7 separate regions of the Mus musculus genome follow, and all the other regions are linked to region 3. Evidence: chromatin contacts called from public HiChIP or PLAC-seq and promoter capture Hi-C data. All regions are on one chromosome and are shown on one strand. The core of a region is the stretch at or near the end of the contact, and the rest is flanking DNA. Distances in the headings are between cores, read along the strand shown.

What was found. Promoter capture Hi-C pulls out the DNA fragments that hold promoters and counts their contacts. HiChIP or PLAC-seq counts read pairs in DNA pulled down with a chosen protein or histone mark.
Region 1: a promoter capture Hi-C map of pre-B cells shows a contact between it and region 3, with 4 times the contacts expected there. The contact joins the promoter of Arhgap1 here to the promoter of Cry2 in region 3. A contact is called at or near these places in 6 of 39 promoter capture datasets (the 3T3-L1 cell line, the HPC-7 cell line, liver and 2 more), 2 of 484 Hi-C or Micro-C datasets (CD8 T cells and pre-B cells), 2 of 115 datasets of contacts at active chromatin or transcription factors (memory CD8 T cells and stem cell-derived neural progenitor cells) and 2 of 9 other capture datasets (liver and macrophages).
Region 2: a promoter capture Hi-C map of pre-B cells shows a contact between it and region 3, with 5 times the contacts expected there. The contact joins the promoter of Ambra1 here to the promoter of Cry2 in region 3. A contact is called at or near these places in 4 of 39 promoter capture datasets (hippocampal neurons, liver, pre-B cells and 1 more), 2 of 115 datasets of contacts at active chromatin or transcription factors (the SCID.adh cell line and cardiomyocytes) and 2 of 9 other capture datasets (adipose tissue and liver).
Region 4: a contact with region 3 is called in an HNF4G HiChIP or PLAC-seq map of pancreatic cancer cells. The contact joins the promoter of 1110051M20Rik here to the promoter of Cry2 in region 3. A contact is called at or near these places in 1 of 39 promoter capture datasets (liver) and 1 of 115 datasets of contacts at active chromatin or transcription factors (pancreatic cancer cells).
Region 5: a contact with region 3 is called in a promoter capture Hi-C map of pre-B cells, with 2.0 times the contacts expected there. The contact joins the promoter of Trp53i11 here to the promoter of Cry2 in region 3. A contact is called at or near these places in 3 of 39 promoter capture datasets (the C10 cell line and pre-B cells) and 2 of 115 datasets of contacts at active chromatin or transcription factors (both in embryonic stem cells).
Region 6: a contact with region 3 is called in a promoter capture Hi-C map of pre-B cells, with 4 times the contacts expected there. The contact joins the promoter of Harbi1 here to the promoter of Cry2 in region 3. A contact is called at or near these places in 8 of 39 promoter capture datasets (the 3T3-L1 cell line, 3T3-L1-derived adipocytes, the C10 cell line and 4 more), 2 of 484 Hi-C or Micro-C datasets (the Ba/F3 cell line and CD4 T cells), 7 of 115 datasets of contacts at active chromatin or transcription factors (the SCID.adh cell line, cardiomyocytes, double positive thymocytes and 4 more) and 2 of 9 other capture datasets (adipose tissue and liver).
Region 7: a contact with region 3 is called in a promoter capture Hi-C map of pre-B cells, with 3 times the contacts expected there. The contact joins the promoter of Ckap5 here to the promoter of Cry2 in region 3. A contact is called at or near these places in 1 of 39 promoter capture datasets (pre-B cells) and 1 of 9 other capture datasets (adipose tissue).

The regions. Positions count from the first base shown.
Region 1 is chr2:91,648,448-91,651,602 of GRCm38.p6, reverse strand. Arhgap1 (Rho GTPase activating protein 1) reads right to left here and starts at 1,485. Exons shown (of 14, transcript NM_001359970.1): 1 at 1,351-1,485. It overlaps Zfp408 (zinc finger protein 408), which reads left to right and starts at 1,812. Exons shown (of 5, transcript NM_001347175.2): 1 at 1,812-1,899; 2 at 2,178-2,452. The coding sequence starts at 1,854.
Region 2 is chr2:91,728,538-91,732,049 of GRCm38.p6, reverse strand. Ambra1 (autophagy/beclin 1 regulator 1) reads right to left here and starts at 1,912. Exons shown (of 18, transcript NM_172669.3): 1 at 1,671-1,912.
Region 3 is chr2:92,432,329-92,435,600 of GRCm38.p6, reverse strand. It overlaps Cry2 (cryptochrome 2 (photolyase-like)), which reads left to right and starts at 1,532. Exons shown (of 12, transcript NM_009963.4): 1 at 1,532-1,789. The coding sequence starts at 1,578.
Region 4 is chr2:91,442,941-91,446,449 of GRCm38.p6, reverse strand. It overlaps 1110051M20Rik (RIKEN cDNA 1110051M20 gene), which reads left to right and starts at 1,736. Exons shown (of 9, transcript NM_175123.5): 1 at 1,736-1,881. The coding sequence starts at 1,836.
Region 5 is chr2:93,185,907-93,189,059 of GRCm38.p6, reverse strand. Trp53i11 (transformation related protein 53 inducible protein 11) reads right to left here and starts at 1,512. Exons shown (of 8, transcript NM_001025246.2): 1 at 1,313-1,512.
Region 6 is chr2:91,708,816-91,712,249 of GRCm38.p6, reverse strand. Harbi1 (harbinger transposase derived 1) reads right to left here and starts at 1,398. Exons shown (of 3, transcript NM_178724.5): 1 at 999-1,398; 2 at 1-170. The coding sequence starts at 54. Atg13 (autophagy related 13) reads left to right here and starts at 1,658. Exons shown (of 17, transcript NM_001355419.1): 1 at 1,658-2,003.
Region 7 is chr2:91,525,338-91,528,726 of GRCm38.p6, reverse strand. It overlaps Ckap5 (cytoskeleton associated protein 5), which reads right to left and starts at 1,965. Exons shown (of 44, transcript NM_001165989.2): 1 at 1,877-1,965. It also overlaps the pseudogene Gm13770.

The sequences.
Region 1 (3,155 bases), core at 236-2,735, 780 kb after region 3:
TTAATCCCAGCACTCGGGAGGCAGAGGCAAGTGGATTTCTGAGTTGGAGGCCAGCCTGGTCTACAGAGTGAGTTCCAGGTCAGCCAGGACTATACAGAGAAACCCTGTTTCGAAAAATAAAAAATAAATAAATCAAATTAAATTAAAAAAAAAATCACTTCAGGCAAAGGCTTTGACTTTTGTAAAACAGTGATTCTCTCTCTCTCTGAAATTCTTGATGTTTGTGGACTTTTTCACTAGGAAAAATGAACAGATCCATGGAAACCTTGCATGCATTTTAAAGATTTCACAAACCCCCTGTTATTGCTTAAGAACCTATTTCAAGGGCTAAGTCCATAGCTCAGTGGTAGAGCGCTTTGCCTGCATACACAGGGTCTCTCCAGCACATGCGCGACAAGAGAGCGCGCGCGGGCACACACACACACCAAAGCAATTTATTCAGAGTGATGCACATAGCACCAGAGTTTATTCAGAGTCTTCACATAGCAGACTGTCATTAGCTGAATGAATGAATGAATGAATTTCATAAGTGGAGAAGGAAACGGATATTTGTACTATGAACTGGGCACAAATTCACCTCACAACTGCACTAGTAGTTCAGCATATGCTATAAAAACCATTTTACAGTTTGAACAAAAAGCGGGGGGAGGGAGGGAGGGAGCAAACTGCTACAGATCATAGAACCCAGACGCAGGATTTTAACCCACAAGTTCCAGTTTGAGGTGTTCTCTAGGTTAAAGTCAACCCCCTCAACAGTGATCTTAAGTGACTGTCGGTCACAAAGTTCACTGGGATCCAAGAGGCGCCACGAAAGGGCAGCCAGACTTCTCAGGGCAAACTGAAGTCACAGTACTTGCTGGTGCTGGAATCAGACTGTTTTGTGACTTTGGAAAAACCCAAATCCTACAAGGCTGCAACTCTAAACTATAATCATGTTTGCATAGAGTCCGAAAACAAACAACGAATGGAGTGTATTTCGTTTCACAAGAAAGTGAGATGAAAGCACGGCCTATCAAGTGACAAGGTGGATCACTTCCCCTGATTTCTAGCTCTCAGTGCTATGCCAGATCTGATCAGGACGACTTCTCCCTCCCTCCCACCGGCTTGCTCTGGCTTGGCCTATGCCTTGCAGAGGGAGGGCAGGAACAAGTCAGAGAAAGTGGCTGTCTTCTCATTGCAGGCGCCGAAATGGGAAAAATCCCGGCAGCGAAGAGACCCAGGCCCTCGGGCCCAATTCCACTCCCGACCCACTGCCTCGGATTTTCCCCTTTCCGACCCAATTCCTTCCGTTGACCAGAGCAGCTCTTCCCCACCACCACGCCCAAAGAGACCCCGCGCTCCGCAGCTCACCTCGTTCCGGCAATGCTTCCTCTGCCACGCCTGTCAAAGCTCGGCAAACATCCGGCTCCGAGATGGGAATGGGAACCGCCCCCTCGGGGGCCCCCAGCTCCCCAACCACTTCCGCCATTTCTTCTACCTACTTCCGGCTTGCTGCCCGGACCAAACAAGGCTTTCTTGGTGCTCCGCCCACTTCCGGCAATCACCTGACAAAATGTGAGGTTAATTAGCCGAGCTGTCCGACTCGCCGCTACCTAAAGTGAGTGAGTTGGGTTCCGCTTTTCCAGATGCAGGAAACTAGCGGGCCTCTGAAATCCTAGGTTCGTATCGCCCATCGGACAGGGTTTTATCTGTCAAGTACTTCCAAACTCCCAGGTCCATCCTTCAATGATGCCTAACCACCCGGATTCTTCCTTGAGCTTAAATTTGAAAATCAAGGACTGTTTCCGGGAGGAACCGGGACAAAAACGCTCACTTCCGGTAGAGGGGAGTGGCGAGAGAATCTCTGTCCCACGATGAAGGAGGTGGAGGAGGTGATCTTGGGGAAAATAGAGCCGCACCGTGAGTGACCTGCGATGTCTGCGACCCTCAGCCCTGGACTAGATGGCCACAGCGTTTTTCTAGTCAGCGCATTCCCTTACATCCCTTTTTCTCTTGAGCCTGGGATCCTGCTCCGGTGCCCTAAGAGACTAGACTCCCTCCCAACCATTCAAGGGCCCTACTAACTAGAACCTTGCTAATCCCTCGGACTCTTGGGTCATAGCTGACCCTGTACCTCTCTTTCCCCAACCCCACGCCTTCATGGACCACTCCTTTACTGCCTTCCCGTCTCCCTGCAGCCCCAGAGCCACCCCTGGGCCAGGATTCAGGATGGAGCCCTTCCGGAAAAGGCTTTGCTCCGGGCCTCAAAGCCTGCCCGCCGGGTACGAGCCCTGCCATCCTTGTTCTAAGGAGCCTCCCCCAGGGCTTGGCCGTGGGCCCCTCGAGATCCAGGAATCAGCACTTGGGGGTCTGGTGTGTAGGAGCACCCCTGCAGCCCGGCCTGCATTGGGGACCTCTGGAAGATGAGTCCGTCCTGGAGAAGGGCGAGGGAATGAAGACACCGCACGAGGAGGTATTGAGGAGTCGGACATCTGTCTGAAAGTTTGGGGGAGGTTCAGACATTTCCGGACAGCTCTTCCAGTTTGTTAGAAGCAGGATATTTTCAAACTCGAGAAATAATTGTCCCTTCATTGCAGCGCTGTCTTGCTCTACCTAAGCAGCAGTAACTAAAGCAGATGCAAAGAAGTTGTGAGAACCTGAATTCCTACTGTGTTGGCAGAGACAAAGGTCAGAAGCTAAGGTTACCAGGATCAGATTCAAACCTGTTAACTAGTTAGCTAAATTACACACCTAATATTACTCACCTGTAAAAGAAAGTTGTGGCTGTTACCGAGATCCTTTGGAAGACCAGAGGACACGATGCAAGCCAAATACGCCTGTGCTTTGTAAGCATTAGTAAGGATTGTTTAAAAGTATTGGTGCTCTTGCAGCGTTTTCTGTTTGGTATTTGCTGAAAGGCTGTGCTGTTTAGAGCTTTCCACACCTTTAAGGAGAGGTGAGTGGACTCTCTGGTCTTCACTGACTGAAGATATAAAACAGCACCATAGAACTGGGCGCGGTGGCACACGCCTTTAATCCCAGCACTGGGTGGGAGGGGGGCGGGGGGAGGCAGACGCAGAGGCAGGCGGATTTCTGAGTTCGAGGCCAGCTTGGTCTACAGAGTTAGTGCCAGGACAACCAGGGCTACACAGAGAAACCATGTCTTGAAAAACCAA
Region 2 (3,512 bases), core at 663-3,162, 700 kb after region 3:
AACAATGTAAAATTCTATCATCTTTCTAAAGTTCCTGAAGCATCTTTTTTCTTTTTTTCTTTTTTTTTTCGAGACAGGGTTTCTCTGTATATCCCTGGCTGTCCTGGAACTCACTTTGTAGACCAGGCTGGCCTTGAACTCAGAAATCCGCCTGCCTCTGCCTCCCAAGTGCTGGGATTACAGGCGTGCGCCACCACGCCCGGCCTGAAGCATCTTAAAACTGTGCAGAAACTGATTTTCACAATCTATACACCCTTAAAATCAACTCTCCTATGACTTCTATATAGTGTGGAAACTTACCCAACATCAAACAACCTCCAAGACTTTTTTTTAGGATCAAGACATTTGATTAAATGAAATTAACAAAAACACTTAGACCTTAAGGCCTTGAAAAAGAAAAGAGAGGGCTGGCGAGATGGGTCAGCGGGTAAGAGCACTGACTGCTCTTACAAAGGTCCTGAGTTCAAATCCCAGCAACCACATGGTGGCTCACAACCACCAGTAATGAGATCTGACACCCTCTTCTGGTGTGCCTGAAGACAGCTACAGTATACTTACATATAATAAATAAATCTTTAAAAAAAAAAGAGAGAAACAGTAAAGTTCACAAATGATTCATCTTCAATTATGTTTGAATAATTTCTACACAGACTTTTGAACTCTTGAATAAAATGACTAAATCACTAACCAAATAAAAAAAAGTTTCAAAAGAGATTCCTTGGATTCCCTCCTAGAAAAGACCTCCACAAGACAAGAACCTGAATTCAAAGTCTTAACCATCTTAAGCATCTTCCATCTTGCACTAAGTACTTAACACCATAGCAGAAAGTTTCAGAACAAGCTGAAGAGTGGAATCAGTATTAATCAGAAGTAAAGTGGAAGTAAACAAATTATTTATGAGTAAACAAAACTAAACTATCCTTACTACTTTTGCTAAAACGATACAAACTTCGAAAAAGCAAACCCAGTCAAAAACATCACTTGCTCCCTTAATGTCTGAAGCCTCCAGTAACACAATATATGTTTCTAAGAAAGAAGAGTTCCAAAAAGTCAAATGAGAGACTGTTAAGTAAAAAGTGACCAGTAAAATGGGAGAATTGTGAACTGTTAAAGACAAAAAAAAAAAAAAAAAAAAAAAAAAAAGAACCTTACAGCACATTTAATGATCTGTCGAGGTCACAGGGAAAAGTCACGTCCCCTACCTCAGCCTCGGTTTCCCTACCCCAAAAGACTATAAGTGATATTTCGTTCCTAGGAGCTGGAGGGCCTAGTTTCAATAGCCTCCACCTACTCAAAAGGGCACTCCGAGGCTGAACTCAGTAGGGGTCCCCAGTGCAACTGAGCATGACATCCGGAACCGGAGTTGTAGGAAAGGAGAAAGGGAATAGGGTCTAAGAAAGCCAAGTTCCTACAATCTAGGGGTGACGACACGCGTCCAGGACCCGACATCCCCTCTCTACGGAACCCGGCCGGCAGCTTCAGCATCTCTCCCTCCTTCCGGCTTCTCGCTCAGTTCCGGGCCGCCCTCCGGCCGCGCCCCCGGGCGCAACCCCCTTCACAACGCGCACCCCGGCGGGCCGCGCGCTCGCCCACCGGCCGGCGCTAAGGTCTCCTCCTGCCTTGGGCGGAAGGATGCGGGACCGGGCCTCCCAGGCTCCTCCCGGGCCTACCTGCGAGGAGAGTGAGAGCTCGGCCCGAAAGCCAGCGAGCGCACGGAGCCACGGACGGAAGGCGGGGAGAGGCCGAAGAAAGCGAGGGGTCCGCTCGACCGACCAGCGGAAGAAAGCGGCCAGAGCCCGGGGCCTCCGGGATAACTCAGTCCAGGACCTGGCACAGCCGCCGCCGCTCCGGAGACATCAACCAAGAAGACGCCGCAAAAGATCATCGAACACACGAACGCCCAGACATCAAAGGAAGAGCGCCCCAGCAATCGTTCAAGGCACTGCAGCCGAGTGCCGAAACATTGCTCAGCTCCTGCTGCAAATCCGGCTGCCTTCCTAGGCATAAATAAACAAATCCAGATCATTAAACTATAGCGTAGAGTAGGCTGGGATTCTGCCATTTTCTGTTGGTGACAGAGTGTTAAAGTAATTTAGAGAACTAAATTTTTGAGACAGGAGCACGCTTGTAATCCCTGCTTTTTTTTTTTTTTCCTGGTACTTTTTTTTTTTATTACGTATTTTCCTCAATTACATTTCCAATGCTATCCCAAAAGTCCCCCACACCCTCCCCCCGTAGTCCCTGCATTTTAGGAAAGGAGGCATGAGGATTTGGAGTTCAAAGTCATAGTCAGTTAAGCACAAGGCCAAACTGGACTATATGAGACCTTGGTGGTTTTTTTTTTTTGTTGTTTTTTTGTTTTTTTTTTTTTTTTTTTTTTTTTTTTTGGTTGGTTGGTTGGTTTGGCTAGGTTTTGGTTTTTGTTTTGTTTTTTGAGTGTGTGGTTTTCGAGACAGGGTTTCCCAAGTGCTGGGATTAAAGGCATGCGCCACCAAAGACCTTGTTTTAAGTGAAAAAGGAATTAGCCTTTTGTGAGCACATTGATTGAAGATAAATCATAGCAGAATAAAGCTCGTCTTAATAGTTCAACGACTGCCGTACACTTAGAGACTTCTCACACTACTTGTCCCAGTTGAACAAATGACTTTACCACTTTATTCTTGGTTTCCCCTCAGAGCTGAAGAACAATCGCTATGAATGCTCCAGGTCAGCTTTAGAAGAATATCCAAGAGAAAATGGCACACCTTAATGTGGGAAGGGAAAGTTCCTGTACCTTGTTTTTAAATTTTTATTCTTTGGTTTTGTTTTGCCAGACAAGGCTTCTCTCTGTGTACCCTTGGCTGTCCTGGAACTGGTTCTGTAGACCAGGCTGACCTCCAACTCACAAAGATTTGCCTGCCTCTGCCTCCGGAGTGCTGGGATTAAAGGTGAACACCACAACCTCCCAGCCTATTCTATTCTTTCTCAAAAAAAAAACCACTTACTTCTCTTTTATTTTCTTCCAAGGATCTAAAGCCACAGTCCACAGTGTGCTTTTAGTTAGCTTCGTAGCTAGTTCACTAAATAGTTTTTAGAGACAGGATTTTGTGTGGCACACACACTGGTCTTGAACTCTGTGTATCCAAGAATGGCTTTGAAATTCTGATGTGCTTGCCTTCCTGTTCCACATTTGCAGTGTGCCTGAGGGAGTGTGAGAGACTGCAGTGGAGGCTCACACTCTATAGCTTGGCTGGCTTGGAACTCACTATGAAGCCCACGCTGACCTCAAGCTCACAGCAATCCTTTTGCCTCAAGCTAGTTGAGTGCTGGGATTATAAGCAACCATGCCTGGCTTTTTTTTTTTTTTAAACAGAATCTCACTATGTAATCCATATTACTTCAAAGTCTATCTTCCTCCCTCTGCCTCCTACTTGTTGGAATTACAGGCTTTTACAGACATATTTGATTTGTAGCTGATCCTAACTGTACTGGCCAAACTCCATACTGTACAATCAGTACATTTTATTTCTAGA
Region 3 (3,272 bases), core at 283-2,782:
ACATGAGATTAAAAATAATGAAAAAAACCCAAGTGTTTAAAGAAAAGCATAGGGAATATCAGTTCACTCATCAAGTACTTGCAGAAGAGATTCAAAGGAGAGAGTCGGGCAGAGACTTGGATGACTTTAAGGCTCTGGCCAATGCAAGCCTCTTATGTTTGATTCATATGATCCTTCGGTACCAAGTACTGAGCTAGATTATAGTCTGATGGAGCTGACATACAATAGCTAAACAATCCCAGTACTATGTACTAAAACCGGAGGGTGGGGGGAAGACACCAAATGAGGTGAGCCCCTGTGCAGGTTGGGCCCAGGAAACTGGAAAATAACAGCTGTCACAGGGAAAACAGGAGGCACGAGGGTGTGGGCTGGGGCATGTGATGTGAGAGAACAGCATGTCCAAAGCGCTGGAAATGAGAGGCTCGTAATGACGCTGTAGTCAGAGAGTGGTGCCAATTAATGCCATTAAATTGCTGACTAAATTCTAGATTCTTTCATTGCTCATTCCCAAGATGGGGAAGGTGACTACCCATAGGATCAACACAAGGACAAATCGGAACAGTTCTCTGCTGGATAGCTCCAGCCCTCCATCCCAACTAGCCCATCTTAGCCCAAGTGCAACGGTTGCTGCACTTGTTCAATCAGCAAACTCTGCCAGAATCTCCAAAGAATCAAAGGATTCCCAAAGGAGACAGGAGAATATTGCCCTGCACATCTCTGATTCCCACATAGAATCCAGTTCAGAGTTTTGTGCAAAATAACTGCACTGTGTCTGCTAAACAGAACGTAAAAGAAATGAATTCATTTGAGGGCATAATTACTGCCTCAACCCACGTCCTCTGAAACCTTTGTCCTTTCTCCCAAACCCACTCCTGCCGCATAAAAGGGCGTCTCCTTTATCCTTATGCCTTTCTGTATGCAAATACCAAGATTCTCTGCGAGGAAGTGGATTTTGAAATCGGAAGATTCTGAGTGGAATCTTACTGGATTCATGGTATTGCGCAAGTCATTCAAACTGGGGCGCCCTAAGCTTACTTCATCTGCAGAGTAAGACTAACAAGCATCTGTTTTATTCGTGTTTATGAAATGAACGTTACCAGGATGAGATGAAAATAGAAAATAGGACAGTTTGTGTAAGGCAATCACCGCTCAGCCTCACATATGAACAGGACAATGAACTGTTAGAAAGGGCCCGGTAACAGGTCTGTCAGCCACCGGCCGGAGTCACCGCAACCCCTGTCTTTCCCGGGGACGCGAAATGCGTAGGAGATCCGAGGTCCCTCCAGACTCAGCCCACGCGGGGCGGACGCAGCGCGGTCCTGCGTCACCGGCGGGTGGCTACCAAGCGGGACCACACATGGTGGGAACGTGAGGGGGCGGAGCCTGCGCCGACGCTGCTGACCAATGGAACAGAGGGAGGGTCCCACCGGGTCTCACCCAATCACAGAGGCGATCCAGACTCCTTGGGGCGGAGTCATGCCAGGGAGAGGCTGCATCATAGGTCGCTGGGCGGGCGCTGGGCGGGACCAACGGGGCGGTCGGGCGGAGCGGCAGACCGAGACCCAGTCCAGGCGGCGATGGCGGCGGCTGCTGTGGTGGCAGCGACGGTCCCCGCGCAATCGATGGGCGCGGACGGCGCGTCCTCGGTGCACTGGTTCCGCAAAGGACTACGGCTCCACGACAACCCCGCGCTGCTAGCTGCCGTGCGCGGGGCGCGCTGTGTGCGCTGCGTCTACATCCTCGACCCGTGGTTCGCGGCCTCCTCGTCTGTGGGCATCAACCGATGGAGGTGAGGGGACCCTATGCTGCGGGGTGGCAACACCAAGCGGACTCCCCTGGGCCCAGGAACTCCAGCCTGCGGCCACTCTGACACAGCGTTTTTGCCCAGTGTGGCCCGCTCTGAACTCCTGGGAGGCCTGGGGGACAGAGGTCCCTCTATGCTGACGAGACTCTCGTCAAAAACGCGAAGTCAACCTGAGGGAGGATCTGCAGCCAGTCCCTGGAAGAATGGGGACTGGGCTTTTAGGGGTGTGCTGTGGGAGCGGAGAAAAGCTTCTTCAAGAGAAGTAGCCCCTCGTGGACCCCCCCCCCCCAAGGGCTTCCCTAAGCCTCGGATTTGTTTGACTCTCCCCCACGCCTCTTTTCCCATCCCGCGTAACCTCTCTTCACAGACAAACGTGGTGGTGATCAGGGAACCTAGCTTAGCATTAGCCGGTTTTAAAAAGACCCCAAGGGCATCATCGGGTAATGGCACTTTTGTGTTCTTGACGCATTTTTTTTAAAAAACATTGATTGGGAAAGGACATGCATGGCATGGCAGTGTATAGAGTTAAAAGGACGACTTGCAGGTTCTCACTCACCATACGGTTCCAGGGTGGAAAGCCGGGTGCCTTTACCCAATGAGCAATCTCTCAGGAGGTCCCCTAACCCATCTGAGAGGATCCCTGTGTAGTTATAACGTTGCTAGAAAGATATTCAAAGAGGGTTGCATCACCCGTCAGCTCTTCCGCCTGTTGTCATGAAGTGTTTTTTAGGAGAGCTGGGCCATTACAGATGAGACTTTTAGGAGCTGATGTGGAAAAACAAGAACACAATATGAAGATTCGGTGATAACTCCCAGGAGGCTGAACCCTTTCCCAGCATGCTGTGACATAATAAATCGGCATCTGATGTATTTTCTCTGTAACCAGTCTTCAGAAACAAGACGTTTTGATACACCATGTTCCCATCACTGTCTAAAGGCCTCCCTGCAGTAGCTTGGTTTGTTTGCATTGTTATGAGAGGTGTTTGCTTATGGCCTTGTTGCACAGATGAGTGAGGTAGTTCCCAGGAGACCGTGGCTCTCAGCGTCCACTCTTTCCTCTCCAAGAGGGGTTTGCCCTGCTAGGAGAGCAAGTGTTCCTAGTAGCACGCCTACTAAATGCCCCTTCCTGCCCCATTTACACAGAGGGAGCAACTAAAGATAGTCCTGTGAAGAGCCAGCCCACACAGTTTTCAGATTGGGCTATTACTCTGTCTCGCTCCAGTTTCCATAGATAGGAGGTTGGGTTTGACAAACACCGGCAAATGACCATCTCTGCTGTGGACATTAAACCAGGCCTCAGACTTTGCCCTCCCCTTCCTTTTGGCAGTGCGCCAGTGTGGACAGAGTCAATAGAATCTGACTCTTATTTGTTATGTTGTCATGAAGATGTTTCGTTTTTTACTGGGATTTGGGGGGAGCGCTATCTATGACTGCCTACTCCTTTGTGGTAGTGGAAATAAAAGAGCCT
Region 4 (3,509 bases), core at 487-2,986, 990 kb after region 3:
TAGAGATAGGGTTGTAGCCAGTTGATAGAGTGCTTGACTAACATGGCTGCTTTCCATACCAGCTTCAAATAAAACAGACTTGGTGTTCCATGCTTATAATCTCAGCAATCCAGAGATGGAGGCAGGGGGATCAGAAGTTCAAGGTCATCTTTGGCAACCTAGTGAGTTTCAGGCCAGCCTGAGATATGTAAGACTCTATCTCAATTTTTAAAATTTTATTATTACTCTATTTACATTACAATAATAATAAGCCCAATATGAAAAATCATTAAATTTCTATACCCTCAAGCTGCATGGAGGAGGGGTAGAGGAAGGAGAAGTTAATTATTTTTAACAAAACTTGCAGGACTTCATATCAACAACTACCAACCTGGAAAATTCATTACCTCAGAACACCAAACACTGTCCCTTGTGTGGCTCTGTCCCTTTCTCCTTACCACATCCAAATTCAGAGTGACTCACAGGAGCCTAGAATTGAGACATATATACAAATTTAAGGGAAAGGGAGAATTACAAGGTCTGAGTAGCTCCTTTGGGGAGACTAAGAATAGGCCCCTCAGAACATAAGAGAAGAGCCTCCTCTTTACTTACTCCAGTGTAGGTGGTCTGTGGGATTCCCAGTCACTCCTTTGATGACATCAATTTCGTTTTCTTTCTTTGTCACAAAACCTCTCCTCTTTCGAAAACTTCTCCTTGTTGAAGGGGCAGGGACTTACTTCAAAACAAAACAAAACAAAACAAAACAAAACAAAAGTGAGGATCGAGTGGCTTTTTCTGCTAGGTTTGGACTGTGACACTGTACAGATCTCTTTCCTGTTCTTGCACAGAGAGAGGAGATAAGAAAATCTGGTTATTTGAAAAGAAAGGAATAGTCTTTCTTCTTCAGAAAGGATAGAGCTGAGGATATGTAATAAATGCTCTAGTTTCTGACCCATTTCCTTTGAGAAATGAAGTGACTTTGTAGGAAAAAGGAAAGGCACTTGGACAAGATGTCAAATAATAGGAAGTAGAAGCAGTCTCAAACGGCTAAAGGGAATTTGAGAGGAATGGTCATTAACTTACAGAGGACTTGATGAGTAGTTTTAAAAATTGCATTTTACCGGGTGTAGGGGCACACACCTTTAAAACATTAAAACCTCTGAGAGCTGCAGGCTCAGGCAGATCTCTTAAATTCAAGGCTATCCTGGTCTACACATCAAGTTCTAAGCCCGACTGGGCAATACAGTGAGACCCTGTCGAGATATATATTTGGGGCAGGGGATTTGTGGAGGTCAGAGGACAACTTGGAGGAGTTGGTAGGCTGTTTTCACCACATGGGGTCCCTTGGATTGCTCAGTGGCCCTTAGTAGTATCTCTATGCTAAAGACGTATCCCCGACCTCCAGAAGCTGCCAAGATACAAAGAACATTTTGTACCAACTTGAAAGAGTAAATCCTAAAAGTGATTAATAATAGATAATGAGATCTCAGTGTTAGGCGAGGCCATACATGATCATTATTGTTAGAATAAACAGAAACTATGAAATCCAGAAATTGCAGATATGAGCCACTGATAGTAATTCTTCAGCATCACAAAATACGACACATTCAGAGAATTTAATTCACAGATTCTAAAACCAAATCCCAAAAATAGGAGTTAAAGAAAATCAGACTCTAAGTGACTGCTTCCGGAACTTGTGTGATAGGCTCTACGTTGCCAGTCGGAGACTGTTTACGTGACACCCTCTCAGCCTTCTAGTTCTCCTCTGGCCGCCTGGGTGCCATGGCAACAGAGACAGGCTGTAACCTGGGTTCCGGAAGAAGAAAGCTGGAGCGTGGAAACTACCCGGTCAAAGGATGCTGAGTCCCGAGCGCCTAGCTCTACCGGACTACGAGTATCTGGGTAGGGGCTTTTTTCAGCGTCGGGAAAAGAAAGGAGTAATGTGTTAGGGGAAGGAGTGGGTAGGAGACAGGGGCGGAGCCTGAACGGTAGCGGGTCTGGATGGGACGGGAGGACAGAAAGAAGGGGTTCTAGGGCCTGAGCCTGAATGTAGGGCCAAACCTGGATGAAAAATAACATTTATGGAGTAAAGAATGGCTGAATTATATGGACTGGCTCTCAGGCAATGAGGACTGCATTCTAAGTAACACAATTAAGAATCTGAGGCCCCAAACAAGGCTATTATTGATAGGTTTGTATTGACGCAAACTTGGCATCTGAAATGACTTCAGTCATTTTGTAAATAATAATTTTGCCTTCATAGTGCACGGTTATTTCGAGCTTTTCATTTTCATTAGGCATTCTGCACGAGGTAAGCATTTTGCATGCAGCATTATCATAGAAGGGATTGCTGTGTTTGCTACTTTACAGATGGAGACACTAAGGCTAAAGAGACAATTGCATAAGACCTCATACAGTTAGTATTAGGATCAGATTTTCCCCTTGCAGAACTTGACCTTACCCTTGAGCTAAGGCTGTGTGGTACTAAGTACTGTACTTTGCTAAGCACCCTGCAGTGAGTGTGTAACACATTTACTGTATACGTTTGTGTATACACTTATTTTTTTAAAACATTTTTTATGATATTTATTTTTTATTTATATAAGTACACTGCAGCTGTCTTCAGACACACATTAGAAGAGTGCATTGGATCCCATTACAGTTGGTTGTGAGCCACCATGTGGTTGCTAGAAATTGAACTCAGGACCTGTGGCAGAGCAGTCAGTGCTCTTAACCGCTGAGCCATCTCTCCAGACCTTGTGTATACACTTATATGCACACATACACATTTAAAAGTTCATAGCTTAAACATTTAGAGTAGTTTTAAACTTAAAGAGGACTGAGCTGATAGTAGAGTTTTTTCCCTCTGTATCTTCTATTTAGCTTCTATTATTAATTTCTTGTGTTAGTGTGGTACATTTCTTGCAACTGAATATTAGCTCAGTGTGATTACCAACAGCCTATAGTTTATATTAGGGTCCACTCTTTGTATTGTACAGTTTTCTGGACTTGGACAAATTCATATTCTCATATATCCACATTAAGATGTAAAACAATCTTTTCATGGTTAAAACTCCTCTGTGCATCCCCCATTCATTCACCCCTCTCCTTGCTCCTTTCCTTTCCATGACTGATCTTATTGACTTCTAAAGTTTTGCCCCTTTGAGAATAATGGGAATCATTCAGTGTATAAGCTCTTCAGATGGCCTCTTTCGTGTTTCAGTAGGTGTTTAGGTTCCCCCTTGTCGTTTTGTGTCTTGATACTCATTTCTTTACATGGATGAATAACATTTTATTATATGAATGTACCATACACATTTTAAAATAAAATACAACTCTGTATACATATTTTGTTTATGTTTTGAGAATTGATCTCACTATGTAGCCTTGGTTGGCCTTGAACTCACAGAGATCCTCCTGCCTCTGTCTACCCAGTGTTGGACTCAAAGGAGTGAGTTTCCAGACCTGGCAGATGGTTAAAATTTCTTGATCATTTGAAAAGTTGATTCAAAATTGTTTTTTAAATAAAA
Region 5 (3,153 bases), core at 263-2,762, 750 kb before region 3:
CGGACTGAGCCAGAGGCTGCCACTAAGGGGCGGGTGGTGTTCTTCCGGATTCTTCCAGGAGCCCACCAATCCCGCCGGCGGCAGGTGGCGGCCTTTCTCCAGGAGCCTCCAGACGGGAGACACAGCTGGGTGGGTGTCCCTGCAACCCAGGGACTTCTACACTCTCTCCAGGCCCCATCCAGAAAGTTTTTCTAAAAGAAACGAAACAGGAAGTCCGTGCTGGGGGACTTTGAGGAGGCCTTGGCCGTGTGCTTGTAAAGCTTTGGGTCAAAGTGGGAGTGGGTCCTGGGCCTATCCCTGCTCCTCCACCTCACAGGCAGGAGGAGAAGCCCGCTCCATCCAGGATGCAAGAAGGCGACGAAAGGGGAGCCGAAGCGAGCGGCTGGCCTCGCTGTGCCCCGAGGATGGTGCGCGTAATATTTTCTGCGCACTACACGGGACCCCAATCCATCCTGCGCCAGGCAATGGCGCTACACTTTACAGCTGTCTGCGCGGTTTGGGAGAGAGAGTCGCCCGGGTCCACCTGCAATACCCTCCTGACACCACCACCCCCGACTGGGGTCAGGCCCAAACACTTTTCTGCCCGCTCCTCTCCAGCAGGGACTCAGGAGTGTCGCCGGCTTTGCCCCTTCCCCCTCTGATCTATCTTCATCTCCGCGCCGAGGACACTCCCCCACTTTGTGAAGCGAGAGTCCGCGACTCCTCCAGTCCCCGGCACCCACACAAAAGGTCCGGCCAGACCACTGGACAGCGGGAACCCCTCCACCTTCTCCGCCCGCGTACCCGTGGGGGCGAGGACCCGGAAACTCGCAAGTTTACACCGCGCAATCCTCCCGCCGGGAAACAAAGGCGGGAGGAGGGGGGGCGGTGGCGAGAAAGGGGGAGGGGACCGAGAACCAAGCGCTGAAGACAGAGACCCCGGGATAAAAGAAACTGCTTTACTCTCCGCTCTCACTAGCTCCGAATCAAAGAGATAAAGCCCTGGAGGAGGCCGAGAGCGAAATAAACAGCCCCTGGGGAAGGAGGTGGCGGAGAAGAGAGCTGGGGGAGAAAGGGAAACCGAGTCAGTGCAAGGGGACAAACGAAAAGGACAGAGGACAGTGCCAGTAGGAGCTCAGCGGGGGTCTCGGGCGCCCGCCGCCCCGCAAGTGCCAAGCTGTCCTGGCGCCCGGCTGTCGTTCGCAGGGTGCTCGATGCCCCCAGCGGTCCCTAAGGCCCCCCGGCGTCCCCGGGCTGCGCTGCGCAGGCAGCGGCCAGCGCGGTGGCAACGGCGGTGAAGTGTGAGGCTAGCGGCTGCCGGCAGCAGACTTACGTTCCTGGCGCGCGGGGTGCTGCGCTCGCGGAGCTGGCGTGCCCTGCGGACGCTCCGGCCCGGGGAGTCTCACATCGCGGCGCCGCGCTAGGCAGGCAGGGCAGGGCAGGGCAGGGCAAGCTGGACTCCTGGCGCTGCTGGGCTCGCCCGAGTCTGGCGGCCCGCACTGGTCCCTCCTCTAGTGCCGCGCACAAGCCAATGGCGCGCCGTCCCCTCCCACGCGCTGGGCTGCCTCGCCCCCGAGGTGGCCGGGGCGGGCACAGAGGGGTTGGGGGGGAGACCCAGAGCTGAAACGGAGGGCCTACCGGGAGCCGCCTGCGGAGGGCGCACCCTCGCTTGGCTAGGGGGATCCCCGGACGGGGACAACCTGCCGCTGTGCCACCCAGGACTTTCTCGGAAGTTCTGAAGACAGCGCCCCTTTCTCCCGGACTGCAAACATACCCCTACGGGTTTATGAAACATCCATTCTCAGGCCTAGGCCGGTGTCTAGGGTGGAAGGAAGGCACCTGCTATGACTGTTAGGGTCCCCCACGGGTGAAACAACACGGTTAAAAGCAATTTACAATTCATCGTTTGCTAAACCACTTTCAAAAATAAAACCTTAGCGTTCCCAGCAGTCCAATAGGACTAGTCCCAGTTCACAAAACTTCGAGTCATTAATACATAGCCAAGGCCTTAAGATAATTGGTGAATGAGTGTTCTGTCACCCAGGTCACCCATCTCCCCAGTTTGGTGTGAATCCCAAATGACAAGAACTCTTACCCGCTGAGACTTCTACTGCAGTTGCTGTGCTATGTGCTGCGTGTGGCAAGGTTGGATCTTATCTGTGGCTTCAGAGTATTTGTTGGTGGAAGCAAACAGCTCATGCCAAGAGAGAGTCCCAGGTGAGTCTTGAGAAGTCTCTCAAACTAAAAAGACCAGCACCTACAACCTGTCCCATGCCTGGCTCTGGACTCCCTGAGAAACCCTTTATAGCAGTTGATTTTTGCCCAGGGCCCTGCTTCCTGCTGAAAGAAACCTCTGGATCTTGTCTTCTGGACTGATATAGTAAAGGCTTGAGGGAGGGTGGGGACTGAGAGAAGCAAGGTTGAAGGTAAAGAACTGGGGCAGAGATGGAGAGTAGCTGCCCCTCACTATAACTCAACTAGGTGTGCCTCTGGCTCCAGAGTTAAGTTTTGCTTTTCTGCTCCAGGCTACAGAACTAGAATACCTGGGTTCAAATCCTGGCTCTGTTGTTTAGCTTAGCCCTAGGCAAGCAAGTTTCCTAACCTCTCCAAGTCTTGCCTCCTTACCTACAAAGGGGTGTGACCTTATAGCAGGAAGTACCTTGTGGCTGTTGCTGAGATTCCAGTTACAGCTGCAGGCCATGTTAACCAAACCTGATCATGTGTGAGGTGCTAACATACCAGGTAGGCTCCATGGCCCTCCCAGTGGCTGGGGCTGGACAGGAGGGGCTGTGCCCTTTGCAAGGAAGTAAACAGAAGAGTGTCTGGTGCATAGCAAGTCAGCTCTCAGTGGCTGTTAGCCTCCTGATTACCAAGGCAACTAAACTCCCTTCCCACAGTGCCACCCGCTTTTGCTGAACACCTGGCTAGTGATGACCAGTAATGAATGAATCACTCAGCCGTCATGTCTGTAGCTCTGGATCAGGCCTGCCTGGAGGTGTGTGGAGTGAAGTGCACATCCAAGCCACCTGTCCCTGACCAGGAGCTTCATTGTGGCTTGCTTCAGAGTCTCACCTCAGGACAGTGATGGGATAATGGATTCTTTGTTGCACTATTGGCATGCAGGGCTCTGGGCTGTGTCACTGGAACAGTGTCATCCCTGAGCACCTCCCAGCT
Region 6 (3,434 bases), core at 149-2,648, 720 kb after region 3:
ACCTCGGCCATACAGCAAGAGATCACAGTCAAGCACTGTTATTGGAATAGCCATTGCTAATGTGGAGGTCCTCTTCTATCTGCTTTTCCCGAATTTTTCCCAGCGCAGTAAGTATCAGAATTCAACAGCTAACCATCAGTTAAATGGCTCTGACATTTATAATCTTCTTTCTGTAAATGTTAATTAAAAGAAAAAAATAATTAGAAACGTGATCCAAACCATACCAAATGACTCAAAACCTACACCTTTTTCAGCCATTCACTTGTTAACTCTAGATTTATCTCCACTGACTCACTATTGTATGACAAACTTGATCTAATTTGCAGACAATAAGAGTTCAATCCCAGTGGCTCATCTACTGCCTGGCATTTCAACTGAGAACAACACATGAGAACAAACAATTTACAAGGTAAAAGAGGTCTGTGGCAACCAGGAGACAGCTGACAAGTTGAAAACACCTTAAGGGTTACTCAGAGGTTTGTTTTGCAAAGCCCTATGGCTCCACAGATGAGGGAGTGCTCAAACCAGTCCAACTAGAGATGTAGAACAAAGGGGGGGTGGGGGGGGGGGAGAAAGGAAGAAAGACAGTCTGTGGCCCTGCCTGGGGACCTACACTGTCTGCTGTAACAGGCTTTCCCTTCATCTCAAGAGACCCAAATCCCGAAGCTTTAGGCTAGAAAGGAAGGAAGAGTATAAAAGGAAGGAAAGGAGGAAAAAGCTAAGTGAACCAGGTAGGTCTGGAACACCGAGGCCACTTTTCAACCCGCTTTCAAAACAGTATTAAGGGACAAAGATGGCTCCGAGGGCACAGGGTTTGCCTGTGAAGCCTGGTGAAATAAATTAGTTGGCTATCTGAGATCCATATGGTGGAAAGAAAGAATCGTCCAACACCCTTGCCACATCACGCCCGCCTCCAAAACATAAATGTATTTAAAAAGTTTATTCCTTTAAAAGCCGTGTAAGTAAAGATGCCCCAGCCAGGAATGGGCTCACTGTACTTGGGAAGTGTAGACCAGAAGATCATGTGCGAGGCAAGCGTGGACTACGAGCACCAGTCAAAACAAAGTAAAACAAAACAAAAAGCTCCTAAGGCTGGTCCAGCCTGTAATGTTAGCATTCTGGAAACTGGGTAGCATCGCCGCGTGCTCCATGCCTGCTGGAGCTACATTACGTTCAAAGCTAACCTGAGTTACACAGCGAGACCTTGTCTCAAAAATAGTAAGATAACCAAAGTCTGGCTGCTCGACCCAGAATAACCGAACGCTGATCGCCACCTTTCCGTAGCTACCGGATTAACCGGAGCACTCTCCACCCTCGGGGCCGAAGAAGGCCCGCCTCCGGAACCCACGGCCGCACACAAGCCGCCACGGTGCGCAACAGCCGCACCTCCCCTTCCGCGTCAGCGCCCGCCCCACGCCGCGTCATCAGCACCTCGGCCACCGCGGCCTGCGCTTCGCTTCCGTACATTCTACACGAAGCCCAGTCTCCAACTCCCTAAATTCCTTCCCAAACCCTTTTTTTTCTCCTAAAAGGCTTTAAAATTAATCATATGATTTATTTCTGGAAATAAGCCGCCTTTCTTGAAGACTCTGATGTACAGAAATATTAAATAGGTCGTTTGTGGTGTAGCGAAAGTGCAGCTGAATTTAGGCAGCTGCATTTCCTCCGTAGCGCTCTACCTCCCCACCGCCTGCACTGAAGCGGATGAAAACAAACACTAAGGATGGCGGCGCCGGGCAGCGACTGGTTGCTGGCTTAGGGCGGGAGAGATCGTTTGACGTGTGAAGGGGAAGCTCTGAGAAAAACCAGTCCACACCAGTCCGACAGCTTTTTCAGTTCTGGGATCCCGGAGCCTCGTTAGCGTGAGATATCTCTCTGCGACCTGTGCTGTCACTACCGCCCGGGAGCGCGGAACCCTCTGCTGGGAGGTGCAGTTGGCCGGCCCCAGGCCCCGGCCTCCGGAATGAGAGCCCGGAGCCACTCTCTGTGCCGTAGCTTCGCAGGTACTCACTTTTGAGGGTAATAACCCCCGGATCTTTCAGCGCCCCCGAGTGGGAGGTCACTGATCTGTGTTCCCTTGGCCACCACCTTGGGGACGCCCAAGCCAAGCAACCGAGGTTCAGTTCCATAATCCCCTGATTATGTTTTCTACGAGAAGTTGGGTTGGTGTAGACCCTGTTGGCTCTTGAGGCGTCCCAACCGTTACAGACATCCCCCGAAATTTTCTTGCTACTTTATTGTCTCTTTGAGTTATGTCAAAAAGATCTATTGGAGAACATTTGTAGGGCCGTAACTCCGGTGTTGGGTATCAAGGTAGGTTAGGTAAGTTTTCAGTCAATCAAAAAAAATTTTTAATGCCAAGTATGAAGTCCTCCTGTAAGTGAGGGTGACTTGACTAGTGAAAAAGGGGACTATGTTCTTACTGGCAGTGGAATAACCTGCGAAAACCTATTCTCATTAAATCTCTGAATTAAGTGGCTAAGCACCTTCTTGGGTTGTAAATCTCTCATTCACTTTTTTCCTAGTTAATCTGCTCAATCTATCCTCAAGGTAACATTCCTTTGTTGGCTCCCCCCTCCCCACTTCGGTGGTAGCCCGTAGCCCAGGTTGGCCTTAAACTCCTGTGCTTCAGTTATCTTCTTCACTCAGCCTCCTGAGGAGCTGAGAATACCGACGCAGGCTGTCACAGGCCTAGGTTGGGATAGTTGGAAACAGGGTTCACCTATGCAGCCAGGGTTTGTTTGCCTTGAGTTACTGATCCTCCTTTCCCGGCATCGTAAGTGTTGAGATTATCTAGCATATACCATCATGTCTAGTTTTGAAATTCTCCTAATGAAATATGTATAAATTTATTTATATGTATATGTTTATATGTATACAATAATTATATATCTATACACAAACACATACGTGTTCTTACTTGAGGTTTAACCTATCACTCTGCTCAGTCTACTACAGAGCTATATTCACAACCAATTAATCTCTGCTTTTTGAGACAAGATCTTTTTGTGTATTACACTTGTTGGCCTGGAACTCACTATGTAGACTAGGCTAGTATTGAACTTGTTAGCAGTCCTATTGCCTCTGACTCCCCAGGTCTGGGCTATAGGCATGTAATACAACCAAACAACACTATCTATCTATCTGCTCTTGTAGGTTTTTGAGACAGGATATTTATATAGCCTAGGCTGGTTTTCACTTTATATAGTTTTGGGTGACCTTGAACTCCTGAATCTCTTCCTCCTGAATACTAGAAGTGTGAACTACCATACCAAACACTATAGACTGAATTTAAATCTTTTAAAGGCTTATAACTCATTAAAATTATTTTCACATTCATTTTAAATACCTGCCTGCTTTTAACTGTAGAGTGCATTGGAGCAACTTATTAGAAAAGTCTTCTGCGGGGCTGGAGAAATGGCTCAGTGGTTAAG
Region 7 (3,389 bases), core at 716-3,215, 910 kb after region 3:
CATGCTACACATACATATACAGAACGAATACTCATAAATCTTGGGAAAAAATATTTTAACACTATCCAAAGCTATTGTTAAAGAAGTTAATTATTTTTAATTGCTCTTTCCAAACTGAACTGCTGCTGCTGAATTACCACACACCAGCCCACATAACTCAAAATTGATAATCCAAACTTTAAAAGAGAGGAAAGTATATGGCATATTGTAATGGAATACCTTTGCTTGCCACCTCCTTATGTGAACAGCATTAAAAACGTATGTAAAAATGTTGGGACCAGAGAGGAGGGTTAAATGGTAAGGGTGTTTTCTGCCAAGCCTGACAACTAAGGTTTGGTCCCCAGACCCACACGATAGACGTCAGGCAATTTGCCTGACACCAAGCATATGCACCCACTCACAAAAATAAACAAAAGGTCCTTAAAAATATGTATATGTATAGGTGTTTTGCCAGTGTGTATGTGTGTGTGTGTGTGTGTGTGTGTGTGTGTATCACGTATATGCAGCACCCATGGATGCCAGAAGTGGGCATCAGTCCCCATGGTCCTGAAGTTACAAACGGTTGTGGCTGCTGGGACTAGACCCAACTCCTTTGAAAAGCAACCATTGCCCCCTAAATACTGAGTCCTCTCTCCAGCCCCAGGTAAAAAAAAAAAGTAAAAGTTTTGTGTACAATTTTTTCATTACAGGCTTACTACAGTGATTTAACTTATATTGGAAAAAAAAAAGTTGATTTTGATTTTCTCTTTATTAAATCGTACTTGACCAGTCACTTTAGAAAAGTCTCAAATGACCATTAACTTGATTTATATTCTCGCTCTTTAGGTCACAGAAGATGTTTTCAGGGTGATGAAAATGGAGAAAAAATATTTCACCTTTCTAAAAATGAGTTTCCAGTTCTATAATTATGCATAATGTAATACAAGCATCCTATCTGGGCCAAGATTTAATGCCTTGGTTCCTAGGAGAATTAAGAGTCATGCATAAATTTGGGACAAGTTCTGCAAAAACCTCTACTGGTGCTGAATCAGAAACTCATTGTTAAGATTCATCAACAAGAATATATTCTTTTACACACAGCAGCCTCTCTGGCAACATCTCTTTCATCCTGCCCTCCGCAAGAAACAAAATGGGATGCATTCAATCTTGCATAGCAATTACCACGACTTTGGGCAGCTCTCTCAACAAGGATTTGCTAAGCGCTAAAAAGTGAGAATCTCATTCACCTAGCGGCAAGGCCTGGCTCACCTACCCTGCTGGCTATTGTACTGGTGCCGGAAACCTTCAGAGCTGCAAAATCCCTGAACTCTGCTGACACTTTCTGAGGGAGAAAACCAAGGGCGGGGCGGCGAATGAACAGCATCCTTACAAAATCATCACAGGTAGTGGACGCAGGGATGGAGGCAGGCCCAGGCACCAGGCTCTGGTCCCGGCTCGGAGGAGACAACTAGGCCCTTCACACCCACCACAGCCCTCCCGTGCTCTTGTTCATTCATTTAACAATTCCGCGAGGCGCACTCCTCCACCAAGGGCCTGCCGGCAGGGCCCCCGCCCCGGCCTCGGACAGCTCAGCCTTCAGGCGCGGCCCGGGGCCGCCAGCGAACCTCCGAAGCTGCAGCAGCTCCCCCGCCGCGTGCTCTGCTCACCTGAACCCCCAGCCCGGGTCACCAACACAAGCGAGCGCCCACGCCCCCCGCCCTGCCAGCCGCGGGCTCCCAGGCCTCCGCCCCGCTCCGCCGCCTCAGACCTGCCGGGTTCGCGAGAACGCGGAGGCGCGCGTCCGCGGGGGCCCCGCCCGCGGCCGTGGGTCCTCTAGCGCGCGCGACGCCGGGTCCCCAGGGTCCAGGCCGGCAGGTGAGACCCACTGCCCACTCACCTCTGCCGGGTCAGAACCGAGGGGCCTGCTCTAAGCCGTTTAAAACCGCTTGGGCCGCCGCACACCCCGCAGTGTCCTCGTTGTTCATTGGTCCTCGGAGAACCGCCTATCGCCCCTTTATTGGTCCGTTTGAAAGAGCTGTGGGCACGCGCCGCCTGCGGCCTTAAAGGGAACGCGCGCAGCTGTGTTTCCCAGGGCTGCGGGTCAGGTGCTTGTCACCCAGTGGCTGGAGGAATGGCTACCAAGGCTTCTGATAGAAGAGCGAAAGGTGTGTGGAAAACTCTGCATTTCCAGTCATGATCACGTTGCCTTTACCTACTGATGTTTAAACTGCTGTCAACATCTCCCTCCCACACCTTTTTTTTTTTTTTTTTTTTTTTTTGGAGAGCTTGCAATCATTCTGTGCTGAGAGGAAAGCAAGAGGCAACTGAGATGTAGTGGAAGGAGCCTCGAATGCTAAATTGTAGTCTTGGACTTCTTTTGAACAAATCACTTTTCTCAGTTGATCTGGACCTCTGTTTCTTTGTGTAGGAAATGGGATAATTATGTTTTCCTTACAAATTTAATGTAAATGTTTAAATTTCCTTACAAGTTTAAATTAAAGACCGTGGTGGCACACGCCTTTGATCCCATCTGAGGCAAACAAATCTCTGAATTTGAGGCCAACCTGGTCTACAGAGCCAGTTCCAGGACAGCCAGAAAAATCCTACCTCAAAAAACAAACCAACCAAACAAACAAACAAAAAATCAAATTTAATGTAAGGATTTAGTACAACAAGCTGAGAGTCTAGGAATGGCCTTTATGAACTACAAGATTTACTTCACAAATGCTTGTGCTTATGAAAAGGAGAGGATTCATTTGATGAAATATGATTGTCAAAAATCTATTTTACTACATTTCATTTATGTGCACTATGGGGTGTGGTACAAGGAAGTTCAAGGACAACTTGCTAAGCACCAGTCCTCTCCTTCCACAATATGGCTTCAGGAACTCAAATTCAGGTCCCCAGACTTGACAGCAAACACCTCTACCCATTAAGCCATCTTGCCTGCACTGTTTTAGTCTTTGAGACAAGGTTCCACTCTGTAGTCCAAGCTAACCTGGAACTGGCACATAGACCAGGATGCCTCAAATTTGTAGCATCATTCTACCTACACCTTCCAAGTACTGGGATTACAGACACGTGTATAACAATGATTTTTTTTTTTTACAAATTTAATGTGAGGATTTAATATAACAAGGCAGAGACAGACCGATCTTTGATTTCAAGGCCAGCCTGGTCTACAAAGCAAGTTCCAGGACTACACAGGGCTACACAGAGAAACCTTATCTTGAAAAACCAAAACCAACCTAAGAAACAAAGAAACAAACACCCAAGAGTTAGAGAAGAAAGATGTGAGTATGGTGGGTCTCACCTGTAATTTTAGCACTCTAGGGGTAGAGGCAAGAGTATGGGATTTGAGGCAAGCCTCAGCTATGTAGTGCATTGGAAGCCAGCCGGGGCTGTAGGAT